Linked DNA regions of Mus musculus: region 1 is linked to region 2. The links are chromatin contacts, called in public Hi-C maps. All regions are on one chromosome and are shown on one strand. The core of a region is the stretch at or near the end of the contact, and the rest is flanking DNA. Distances in the headings are between cores, read along the strand shown.

The links. A called contact is a pair of places that touch in the nucleus more often than the background predicts.
Region 1: a contact with region 2 is called in a Hi-C map of CD8 T cells, with 1.9 times the contacts expected there. The contact joins the enhancer-like site here to the promoter of Pik3ca in region 2. A contact is called at or near these places in 7 of 39 promoter capture datasets (the 3T3-L1 cell line, 3T3-L1-derived adipocytes, the HPC-7 cell line and 3 more), 2 of 15 datasets of contacts at CTCF or cohesin (CD8 T cells and the NIH/3T3 cell line), 49 of 484 Hi-C or Micro-C datasets (the BV-2 cell line, the Ba/F3 cell line, the C2C12 cell line and 33 more), 24 of 115 datasets of contacts at active chromatin or transcription factors (the 230-238 cell line, CD8 T cells, the HPC-7 cell line and 18 more) and 3 of 9 other capture datasets (adipose tissue, liver and pancreatic islet).

Annotation. Positions count from the first base shown.
Region 1 is chr3:32,434,102-32,440,061 of GRCm38.p6, forward strand. It overlaps Pik3ca (phosphatidylinositol-4,5-bisphosphate 3-kinase catalytic subunit alpha), which reads left to right. Exons shown (of 21, transcript NM_008839.3): 2 at 2,029-2,456; 3 at 3,017-3,226; 4 at 3,716-3,966; 5 at 5,603-5,848. The coding sequence starts at 2,105. Among named protein-coding and RNA genes, the nearest start is that of Pik3ca, 40 kb to the left of the region's middle. Within about 2 kb of position 3,945, at least 20 of the 459 cell types and tissues checked have an H3K27ac peak or open chromatin away from gene starts, as enhancers often do. A contact at or near this core is called in CD8 T cells, Th1 cells, Th2 cells and 2 more, where this site is marked.
Region 2 is chr3:32,395,053-32,401,071 of GRCm38.p6, forward strand. Pik3ca (phosphatidylinositol-4,5-bisphosphate 3-kinase catalytic subunit alpha) reads left to right here and starts at 2,013. Exons shown (of 21, transcript NM_008839.3): 1 at 2,013-2,440.

The DNA of each region.
Region 1 (5,960 bases), core at 2,695-5,194, 41 kb after region 2:
AGTGTCACTGAGTGGAAGAAACCCTAAAAACAGCAGGAAATTGCCTTCTGTTTTCTCGTTTTTAAGAGGAGCCTTGGAAGGCATGTGTGTATGGGGGCTGGGGACTTGAGCACTGGTACATTGTCCAGATGTGGTCAGAGGACAGCTCTGGGAACTGGTTCCCTGTGAGACCAGAGATTGAACTCAGGTCATCTGATTTCCATGGCAAGCACTTTTACCCATGAGCCATCTCAACAACTGTAAGCGTGCATATTTTAAAGGTTTTAATGGCATCTTCCAAATGAGTCCCCAAGACTGCTGTCATCTAAAATATTATAAGTATTTAATCCGAAGTGGGGTGACACAGAGAGTTAGTCGTAGGTCCTTCAATATTTAAAACAGTCCATCTCAAGAATATTAAGAATTGGCACAGCTTAATCACCATGCTTCAAGGAAAATAATTGATGATATTTTGTTATGTAACAATATACTTTAAAAACCAAATTGGGGGCTAAGAGTGGCACCAGCCTTTAGTCCCAGCACTTGGGAGGCACAGGCTAGCCTGATCTACAGAGTAAGTTCCAGGGCATCCAGGCTACCCAGAAAGAAGCCCTGTCCTGAAAAAGCAAAAACCAAAACAAATGAGGCAGAGAGGTGGATTTGCAATTAAGAACACTTGGTGCTCTTGAAGAGGCCCAGAGTTCACGTCCTAGCATTCACATCAGGCAGTTCACAGGCATCTGTAACTTCAGCTATACCTGTGTGAATTTGATGCTCTTTGGCCTCTGCAGTTACATATGCACACATGCAAAAATAGAATACCTTTAAAAACAGAATGGAAGCCACTTATAACCCCAACAGTCAGCAGGTGGAATTAGAAGCATCGGAACATCAAGCAAGGCTAGTCTTTGTTATATCGAAAATTCGAGGCCAGGCTGGACCGTCTTAGACCCTTTCTCAAACAAAACCCCAGAGTGGTCTAAAAGTATCACTTAGACAAACAACCCAGCCCCCTACCAACAGAAAGGAAGTGACAGGGACTAGAGAAATGGCTTTCAGTTAAGAATGCATACTGCTCTTTCGGAGGAACAGAATTTATTTCTATCACGCACATCAGGCACTCCCTGCTGCCTGTAACTCCAGCTCCAGGGAGATCTGTTCCCTCTGTCCTCTACAGGCGCCTGCACTCACATGCACACATTCATTAAGATTTAAGATAGAGCCGGGCGTGGTGGCGCACGCCTTTAATCCCAGTACTCGGGAGGCAGAGGCAGGCGGATTTCTGAGTCTAAGGGCAGGCCTGGTCTACAAAGTGAGTTCCAGGACAGCCAGGGCTACACAGAGAAACCCTGTCTCGAAAAAAACAAACAAACAAACAAAGATTTAAGATGGAAAGACTAAGCCATTTAATTTCACATGACTGCATATGCTGGGTGAAGAGAAAGAAGGAGGAGTATCTGGGCTGTATTTACACTTAAATAAGTCAGGACCCGTTACCTAAAAGATCTGCCATGTCTGTGGCATCCTCAAATGATAGTAACAGTGGCAGAAGCCATCTTCGTGTGTGCCAGGCAAGTGCTCACTACTCCATCCCATCCCTAACCTGTTGGCTGCTGCTACTTGAGACATGCTTGCTAAGTGTTCCAGGCAAGCCTTGAACCTGCAAATAAATCCCCCTGCCTCAGCCAAAGGAGCTGAGGTTGCAGGCCTGCACCACCAAGCCTGGGGAGATGGTCATTTCTGGTTGAGTTACAGCTTGCTTTTTCATTCTTCCCATTGCTTGTTTTTGTGAGACCCAGCTTAGAAAACCTATTCAATATTTTTAAATTTTCATTAAATCTAATTAAATGCAGGTTATTTTTCTACTGTCTTCTGTAATAAAATCTGTGTAGCCTAGTTTAGAGCAACCATCTAGATTAAAACACATAAGTTATTACTGCTCTGATTAGTCAGACAACAAGTTGTGACCATTTGCACTTCTCAGTGCTGTCGTCAGTGTGTGATCAGCAATTGCTTCTCTCTAACAGGTGGTTTTCTTCTTTTGTTCAGGGCACTGTTTGGAGACAGTCGTGATTCTGACTCCATAAGGCGGTTTTCTATGTAAAGTTTGCAGAGGGTCAGAGCAATGCCTCCACGACCATCTTCGGGTGAACTGTGGGGCATCCACTTGATGCCCCCACGAATCCTAGTGGAATGTTTACTCCCCAATGGAATGATAGTGACTTTAGAATGCCTCCGTGAGGCCACACTCGTCACCATCAAACATGAACTGTTCAGAGAGGCCAGGAAATACCCTCTCCATCAGCTTCTGCAAGACGAAACTTCTTACATTTTCGTAAGTGTCACCCAAGAAGCAGAAAGGGAAGAATTTTTTGATGAAACAAGACGACTTTGTGACCTTCGGCTTTTTCAACCCTTTTTAAAAGTTATTGAACCAGTAGGCAACCGTGAAGAAAAGATCCTCAATCGAGAAATTGGTATGATATAATTTTCAGCTAATTGACACTGTCATTGCTAAACTGCAAATAACTATGATGCCTCCTCTTTATTTTATTCTTAAGATACTTTGAATTATTACCTTTGTAATCTTTGAGTAGATTTCTATTTAAAAATATAAAGTAGGGTTTTTGTTTTTATGGTTTTTTACTACTGAGCTATAGAACTTCGTAACGCTTTGATATCCTGTAGGGTTTTACTTAAGGGAAACAATTAGTAGGAGGACTTAGATTTCTTATTAGCCAAGTTTTATTACTCAGAAAAAGTTGATAAAGGTCCTATCATAATATTAATGGATATATGGACAATGCATATAATTAAAATGCTTGAGGCCAACTCCTTTTTTCTTTTCTTTTTTTCTTTTGGTTTTTCAAGACAGGGTTTCTCTGTGTAGCCTTGGCTGTCCTCTTAAAAATGGATTTATCAAAACATTTTTTTAATTCATAGAAACTTTCTTTTGTGCTTTTCTAAATGTGTGTAGTTCTCCGTTTGTAAAAACCACTTCTGCCCTACATTGTTTATAAACATCCTATTTTTTTAGGTTTTGTTATTGGCATGCCAGTGTGTGAATTTGATATGGTTAAAGATCCAGAAGTCCAAGACTTTCGAAGGAACATTCTGAATGTTTGCAAAGAAGCTGTGGACCTGCGGGATCTCAACTCGCCTCATAGCAGAGCAATGTATGTCTACCCTCCAAATGTCGAGTCTTCCCCAGAACTGCCAAAGCACATCTACAACAAGTTAGATAAAGGTAAGGAGGCGGTCCCCGCAGCGGACCTTGTGTTGCTGTAGCTGTGCTGATTGCTGCACGGTTGCCTTTTGGTAGCTGGATCATGCGCCTAAGACAAGGAAGGGCTCCTGCACCCTGAGAGCTGAGTGTGGAGTAATGACTTCTGGATAGCAGTCACTCCTTCTTACTGACTCACCCCTTGGTAAATGCTTATCTCACTGACACTCAAGAACTGAGTTTAGAATTCACTGTTGCATAGAATACTAACAGAATTAGAGCTGATTCTCCTTTTAAAGTTTAATGTGGCGTTAAGCTCAGCCATGGGTCCTTGTGATCCACTCAAAAAGGAGCCTTGGATGTTGTGTCTTTAGACAGATCTTTACCTCTATTTGGATTAACTAGATATGGTTTCTGGTTGTGCTTAGCGGAACAGTGAACACTTCTCGAAACTTGTCTTCAGAGAAATGAAATAGACACAGCGATGCACCTAACGGTGTTTTTTGGTTACAGGACAAATCATAGTGGTGATTTGGGTAATAGTCTCTCCAAACAACGACAAGCAGAAGTACACTCTGAAGATCAATCATGACTGTGTGCCAGAGCAAGTCATTGCTGAAGCCATCAGGAAAAAGACTCGGAGCATGTTGTTGTCCTCTGAGCAGCTGAAACTCTGTGTCTTAGAATATCAGGGCAAGTATATTCTGAAAGTGTGTGGCTGTGACGAATACTTCCTGGAAAAGTACCCTCTGAGTCAGTACAAGGTGAGTGACGGCACCACACCAGAGCTGCATGGCACAGCGTTCGGATGATGAATATTCATTTTAGGAAGTACCACTTGTAAGCTTATTTTTATTAGTATACTTGAATTTTGCTTAATACTGATAGTGAATGCCAGCCAAGTCTTGTACCACTGAGCTATATTTATGACATATGTGTATTTTATGTGTTGGCTCATATTCACCCCCTTTGGGATGAGTGAATTTCAGCCAGTCCCTTGTCTATTTATGTTTATGTTTAAATAATGCAATTATTTTAGAGTTGGAAGACATAGCAGTTACACTAACCACAAAATACTCATTTCATGACCTACCTGCTCCTACAAAGGATGTGGGGACAACATTAAAATAGAATCTTGGTTTATTACATTTACTACTAACCTTCTTCCTCTCTTTCTCTGGTCACTGAATAAATCCAGCTGAGAAGCAGTGGTAGCATACACACACCAGTTACTGTTTAATAAGAGAGACAGTGGCCTTTAGTTGGTGATAAGTGGGAAAATAGGGAGTTATGATGTATATACAGTAACATAGGCTAAAAATCCATGTGTAGGGGCCAGCAAGATGGCTTAGTGCATAAAGGCACTTGTTACTACCCAGCCTAATAACCTGAGTCACATCCCTGGGACTCATGGTGGAAAGTGAGAGCCAGCTTTGTGAACTCTATGCACTCTCTGTGACATGCATACAAGGACACATGTACACATATGTACTAGGGCTCTCTTAGGCGTGGGAAGATTGAGCAGTTGGTAAAGTGTTTGTGTATAAGTGTGAGGAGGAACTGTATTTGGACCCCAGCACCTCATGAAAGCCAGGCATGGCCGGCAGCCTGTGTCTGAGGATCTCTGAAGCTCTGTGCCCGGTCAGCCTGGCCTTGGGAGCTCCCTATTCAGGAAATGATCCTCTCTCCATGAAGCAGACAGTGACTGAGGAACATGTCTGACCTTGAACTCTGTGCAGAAGTACAGCCTGCTGTTTCAAAAGGGAGACCCACCCGTTTTAACATTTTAAAAAATAACTCTGTTATTCTGAGTCTTGTTACTTATTATTTTTATTGTTTGGGATTTTGTTTGTCTAAGACAGAGTCTTATATACCCCAGGCTGGCTTCAAACTGGTCATGTAGTAGCTAGAAATGACCTTAAGCCTTCATCTTCTTCCAGTCACTTCCCAAGTGCTAGAATTACCAGTGTAGGTAACCATACCAGTTTGTTTATGGGGCTTCATTGTTTCAATTCAGTAAATGTTCCTCAGGAACTACTTGGAGGGAGTAGGGTGGGGTTTGACCCTGAGAAAGGCTTAGCTGTCAGGGTTGACATGCACTGTCAGGCTTACCAAAGGAAGCTGCTTTTCTATTACAGTGATCACTTCTGATACTGTTGTAGTGTTTTGCAGTTTAAGAGTAAAATAATAGTATCAGAAGTTGGCCCTAATTTTTTTATTTTATATAAATATATTCAGAGGTTCTAACTGCATTATAAACAGCTACTATCAAGTGTGGTCTATGTTTAATTTTTAAAACCACCTTTGTAAATCAATGTGTAAATATTCATAATATTCCTACATGCTGTCATAGGAATGAAGTGCCTTATGTGAAGTCCCTCCCTCTGTGATCTCTTACAGTACATAAGAAGCTGTATAATGCTGGGGAGGATGCCCAACTTGATGCTGATGGCCAAAGAAAGCCTATACTCTCAGCTGCCGATTGATAGCTTCACCATGCCGTCATACTCCAGGCGCATCTCCACAGCCACACCCTACATGAATGGAGAGACATCTACGAAATCCCTCTGGGTCATAAATAGTGCGCTCAGAATAAAAATTCTTTGTGCAACCTATGTAAATGTAAATATTCGAGACATTGATAAGGTAAGGCCAATGCTGAGGTTTGCTCTGTGGAAGTCTTTTTGTAATTAGCCTCTGTGGAGCACAGTACAAACTGTTGACCTCTGTAGTTTTTCAAGTGACTAGAAAAACACAA
Region 2 (6,019 bases), core at 763-3,262:
ATAATTGTACATGCCTCTAACCCCATACTTGGAAGGCAGAAGCCAAAGGACCACCATTTCAAATTCATCCACAGAAGTACAGAATGTTCAAGGCCAGCAGGAGCTACTAAGACATTGCGTCAAAAAAAAAAAAAAAAAACAAACAAAAAACAACAACAACAAAAAAAAACCCAACCTAGAAACAAATAACTATGGTCATAATTTTAGTGATTTGGCATGAAACAATAGCTTTATTGTGGACATCTCGGCCTCAAAATGCTTAGGATGGTATTAACCAGTTGTGATGTTTCACACCTGTAATCTCAGTACTTGGTCTGATGAAGCAGGAAGACTGTGCTGAGACAGAGGCCAACCCATGGGCTCATGTCTAGATCCTGTCTCAATACATAAGTAAATAAGTTAATTCTAATAAAGGAAGAATTATGGTGAAATTATTTAATTCTGATGCATTTTGGTTTGCTTGCTTCACAGTCTAATAATATAATAATAAGTAACTTTTCTTTTCCTCTAAAGCATTTTTCTTTCAGTATTTTAATGATTCTATCCCACAGATGTGTAACATACTTTAAACATTTAGCAATACTGCAGAAAGAATTCAAGGCTGTAATTCTGTAGTAGGGGACTTGCTAGCATACACAAAGTCCCCAGTTTGGCCCCTAGCTTAAAAAACAAACAAACAAACAAACAAACCCAAAAAACCCAGCTGGGCGTGGTTTTAACCCCAGCACTCGGGAGGCAGAGGCAGACGGATTTCTGAGTTCGAGGCCAGCCTGGTCTACAAAGTGAGTTCCAGGACAGCCAGGGCTACACAGAGAAACCCTGTCTCGAAAAACCAAAAAAAAAAAAAAAAAAAAAAAAAAAAAATTAGAAAGCAAACTATTCCCAGCATAAAATTCCCTGACCAAGTATTATCTATTAATATCACACAGGAAGCACAATTTAAGTAATGATGCTTTTAGGACCTAAGATTAACTATGAAATTCAAGGTTATTTAACTCCTCGACCGGGGATAAGGGTGTTCTGAAACTGCCGGACACGACTAGTTAAATATTTTAAAACTCAGATTCCCTGGAATGTGAGATTAAAACGAGGCCTTAGGGTGGAAAAGAAAGAAAACAGGAAATACAGACAGTCCAGTAAAACACAGAGGAATGAATCCTTAAGACGAGGTTGAGGACGCGTGGCAGTTTTGAGTGTATTTCCTGTCCTCTACACTTTAAAAATTCCAGGGGGCACTAGGCTGCCGGACTTGGCTCTGACTTCGATTCTGGACCTTAGGCTTTTTCAATATGATAAAAGACCCGTAAGGAGAGAAACGCAGGATACCGACTGTCTGTCTGTCCGTCTGTTGCCGCCCCCGCCTCTCGACCAGGCTGGCCTCGAACTCAGGAATTCAGAGATCCGGCAGCCTCCTGAGTGGTGGGATTACTGGGGTTGCATCGTTTAAAAGTCAACATATCTCATTCCTTGCAACCAAAACCTTAGGCAGTACCTCACCACGTTGAATCGTACTTAAAGCCAGCATAACTATTTTGAAGCCTCAAAAATGAAAAAGTAACACAGCTTCTATAGCTGGGATACAAGGAAAACAGACTGGACATAGCCAAAGACCTCTAAAGACTGCAGAGGGCTATCGGAGTGGGTTACAATTTAAACCAGTGTTTGCAAAAGACTTCTTCCTGAAATCCGCATCCAATTTGGGAGAGCCACCCTTCATCTTGCCCTCCTTTCGTTTCCTCTTTGGGCATCCCTCGCTCCCGACTTTCCTGTCTGCTTCTCCCAAGACAGACTGCCGCTGGAAGAAGCTAATAGGTTTGACACGTCCGCCGTCCCAGGATGACACCACCGCCTGAGCTACGACTGCAGCGCTGACTCGCACTGCCACTCGGGGCGGAAGAGCAGGACGCAGGCGCAGTGAGTCACTGTTCCCGAACTTGCCCATTGCCCGGCCTCTTCTCCGCCTCACTTCCGGTCTTTGCAGCCCTGTTTCCGGGGCGTTGCAAGTTCGGCCCCTCCTCAGCTCTCACCCTCCTCTGCCCCAGGAGGGGGGAGCCGAGGGGGTGGGGAAGAGTTCGTTGTTTGTTTACACGATGTGAGCGGAAAGAGAGACCAATAAAGTTTATTCTGGAAACAAAAGGAAAAAGAGCCCGGGCGCCGGCGAGCGGAGCCGGGGGTGGGGGCGTGCGGCGGGGCCGGCGCCGAGCGGAGAGAGCGTTCGAGCGAGCGGCAGTTCCGGTGCCGCGGCGGCCGAGGCTGGGGCTGGGGCGGCCGGCGAGGCAGCGCTCGGGCCCGGCCGGGCCGCTCCGCAGCGGCGGGGGAGAGGGCCCGGGAGGCGGGCGCCGCGCCGCCCGCTGTCCTCTCCCTCGGCGCCGCCGCCGCCGCCGCCCGCGGGGCCGGGACCCGATGCGGCGGGAGCCGCGCAGCCTAGAGAAGCCGGAGCGTGAGTAGATGGCAGGGAGGGCGGGCTCCGGGCGGGCGGGCGGGCGGGCTCCCGGCCCCTCTCCTCGTACCCGGCCTCCGCCCGGTCCTCCTCCATCGCGCGATCGCAGCGAGGCCGGGAAGGGCACGCAGGGCCGCACGCCCCGGGGTCGGGTGTTGGCGAGCCCCGCCGCCCTCACTCTCGCCGGGCCTTCCTTTCCGGAGCCGGGTGTCGGCTCGCGGGCGCTCGTCTTCTCCGTGCCTCCCCTGCGATCCAGGGACCGTGCGGCCTCTTCTGCCGCTCGCGGACGGTGTCAGCCTCCGCTCTACGTGGGTAGATGGAAGACCAGCGGAGGGCTTGTGCAGCCTGCGTCTGTGGGGGACAGAGTAGACTGCAGCCCAAAGCTCGTGCCTCCACTGCGCCTTTGTGCACACGCGGGGCGTGGGCTCGCGGGACCCTGGGGAAACCGGCTTGGGTAGATAGAGCCCAGGTAGCTCCGGTCTGGCCGTTGCCACTGCAACTTTTGAATCACTTTAGACCATATTGGAAGCTAGCCTCTCTTGGTATTTGTTGACATCGTGTGATGTCGAATCTCTTGTGTTTAATGATGCGTTGTAAGAAAAGTCCTGGGCCAAGAAAAATAAAAATAAAAGATACTGTGTTGCTAAATTAATTTGGACAAATCAAAACACGGTGTTTTGATTAGTGGGCTCCCACTGCAACTGCAATCCAAGAATCTACCACCGTGTCTGTGAATTCAAGTTGTAAGGTATTTTTGTTTCAAACTAAAGCGTCGGGTTCTGGTTGACAGCGTAGATCACGGTATAAATAAACATCACGTGTTCTGGAAATTTTTAATTACCAGATTAACTGTTCTGCAGTATCTGTCAAAATTATCTGAAAGGGTACTGTTGGTTTGGTGTTTGGTTTTGTTTTTTGGGTTTGGGTTTTGTTGACTTAGGGTTTTGGGTTTTTTTTTTGTTTTTTTGTTTTTTTCCACCTCGTGTTGTGGGACTTTTTAAAGGGAGACAATAGGAAATATGTAGTCATCCATATTTTTTTTTAAATCGTTCATTTTTCAAAATAAGCAAAATAGGCAAGTACACATTTAAAAAAAATTGCAGAACGAGTGATTGAAGCAAATGTTACCACATCAGAATAGTAAAATCATCAGAAGGGAAATAAGGAACAAATGTTGCTATTTTATTGGTGACAGAGTATAATGCTTGAAAGCAAGCCTGCTCAAGTGGAAGGAGTTGAAAGATGAATACACAGATACAAAAACATTGAGCTTATCTAAGGTTTTTAAACTTTCAAGTAAGATGCCTGTAGATAAAGACAGGTCATTGAGTACAGGGAGCTAAGTAGAGCAGTGAGTTTGTGAGAGAGGATTCCCTTGAGAGCTGGATGTGTGTTGCAGACTGGTAACAGCACCTGCGGGTCCTAGACGCCTTGCTTCCCTCCAGCCATAGGTCCTCTATCCCCAATCACTACTCCCTTCAAAAACCGTCTAAATTTAGAAAGAGAATACTCATATAAAGTAGGCGGTGATAACTTTTTAAAGCCAGCTCACTGTCTTAGTCTTCTCTACTGAACAGAGTTTAAACAGTTGCAGTCATGTGCAGAGCCTTTGCTCTGCTGGTCTGTTTATTTGAAGAGAGCGAACTTAATCCTATTTGATCTCTTTAGTAGCTCGAGTGGCATTAAAAGGATCAGTCCTTTCTATTTTACTGTTCTATATCTCGAATTCCAGAGTGGGGGAATCTTTAAAGGAAGTGTTTATGAAGCATCATGAAAGATTTCCCCTCCACAAAAATACTTAGGATCTTTAAAATTATCCAACCTCAAAAATCTTAGAATATCATAGTTTGCTGTGTAAGGTATAGTCAAGTAGGGCTTTAAGAAAGTCTGGTTTCTTTTAAGTATTTTTTTTTTTAAAAACATGTCCTATGTAGACAGAACAACATCAGTTTCCCTGGGAAGTGGTATTCTAATGTGAGGCCAGGCAGGTAGGAAGAGAGACTCATTGACAAAACAGCATTTTCTGACTCCTTTCACCTCTGCCTTTAATCTTGTCCGGGGTCATTGCTCAGTTAATAGAGCTGGGAAACGGGCCCAGAGAGGTTTAATCAGATCACCTTTTATTTTTTAGATTTGCAGTAGTACACGTGTAATTGTGTGTAGTTCCAGGTCTTTGTTTGCTTGGTTTTGGTTTATTTGTTTGGGGAAGGATCGTGTGGCTAGTGCTGCTGTTATTGAGCTGGCATCTTGCAGTGTGGTTTATGGCCTGCAACTGGGGTACTTTTGCCTTCACTTAGCTAGGATCACCAGCATCCGCCACCTTGCCTGGCTTCTTCAAGTTCACCAGTACTTTTCAGTCCTGGCTACACAGTCATCCTAGGGAACAGCTTTAAAATTGTGATAGATGCTGATGTACTTTGTCTGACATGGAGCCAGACCTGGTTCTGTTGTTGTTTTAAAGTTTGTGAAAATCTAATGGACAGGACTGTGAAGCCCTGTCTCTGAAGAGCCAGTCTGACTTGCCTTGGTCCTGGTTCCCCTTCCCTCCCATACTGCAGCTCCCTGGCCTTCCCTTGCTCTCCTGTGCACATGCCTCTTGCACTTCCTGCAACACTGGTCCTCTCAGTCTTGCTTCCCTGGCTCGCTGACTGCCTCCTTTGAGAAGTGCAGCTTGGGTTAGGTGTTGCTGCTTCCTGTTCCCATGGCATCTTGTCCCCCACTGTAACCAAATTTCCTCACTGCATTGTCATCTGTTTGTCTGTGTCCTCCACCAGGATGTGAATTCCAGGAGGATGGGGACTGGCTCTGTCGGATACACAGTTATGCTAAAGCACACTGTAGGCAATTGGATGAACAGCACCTTGGTGATGTTTCTTTATAATGTGTATAATTCATAAGTTTTTCTTGCTGCCAAATGCATTTTTTTTTTCACGAAAAGTACATATCCTTGAAGCTGCTGCTCACATGGCTTTCATTTGGAGACATTTGAGAGGTTATAAATTACATCAAGTAGCTCTCCATTACAAGCACACGCATGCATACTGCCAGCAGATGGACCATTACTAGGTCCCCTGAACTGGAAACCTGGAGACTGGAAAGCATTCAGATCTTCCTTCCCCCCAAATGCTGTGTCTCAGGGAGTCTTCAACTCTTCAGCCTTTGCCGTCCTCTGTCTCAGAAAGTGTTGGATGTCTTTGTAGTACTCAGTGATTTAGCCTTAAAATTCAGGGCAGCAAAGATAGCCTTGAAATGAGCCAGTGCTTCCTGGCAGAACTAGTTTGGACAGAAGTCCTGAGCTGTGTAATGGGGGTGTTACTGCCCAGTAGAGAGGGTGCGTTCAGTTCAGATCCAGGAGAGTTTTCCACTGATTTAGTCCAAACAGTTCATTTCCACTAGGGAAGGTGTCTTCTCTAATCCTTTATAACTGATGGCACTGCAAGGGTGCTGAGGGTCCCAAACCGTTGTGGCTTTCGGTTTTGCTTCCTTAGAATCCCATTCAACTTGTAGGTAGACTCTCAGGTTTTGGTCAGTCTGAATGGAAACCCACTGTGCTTAGATAGCAAGTGCCAATCTGCTAAT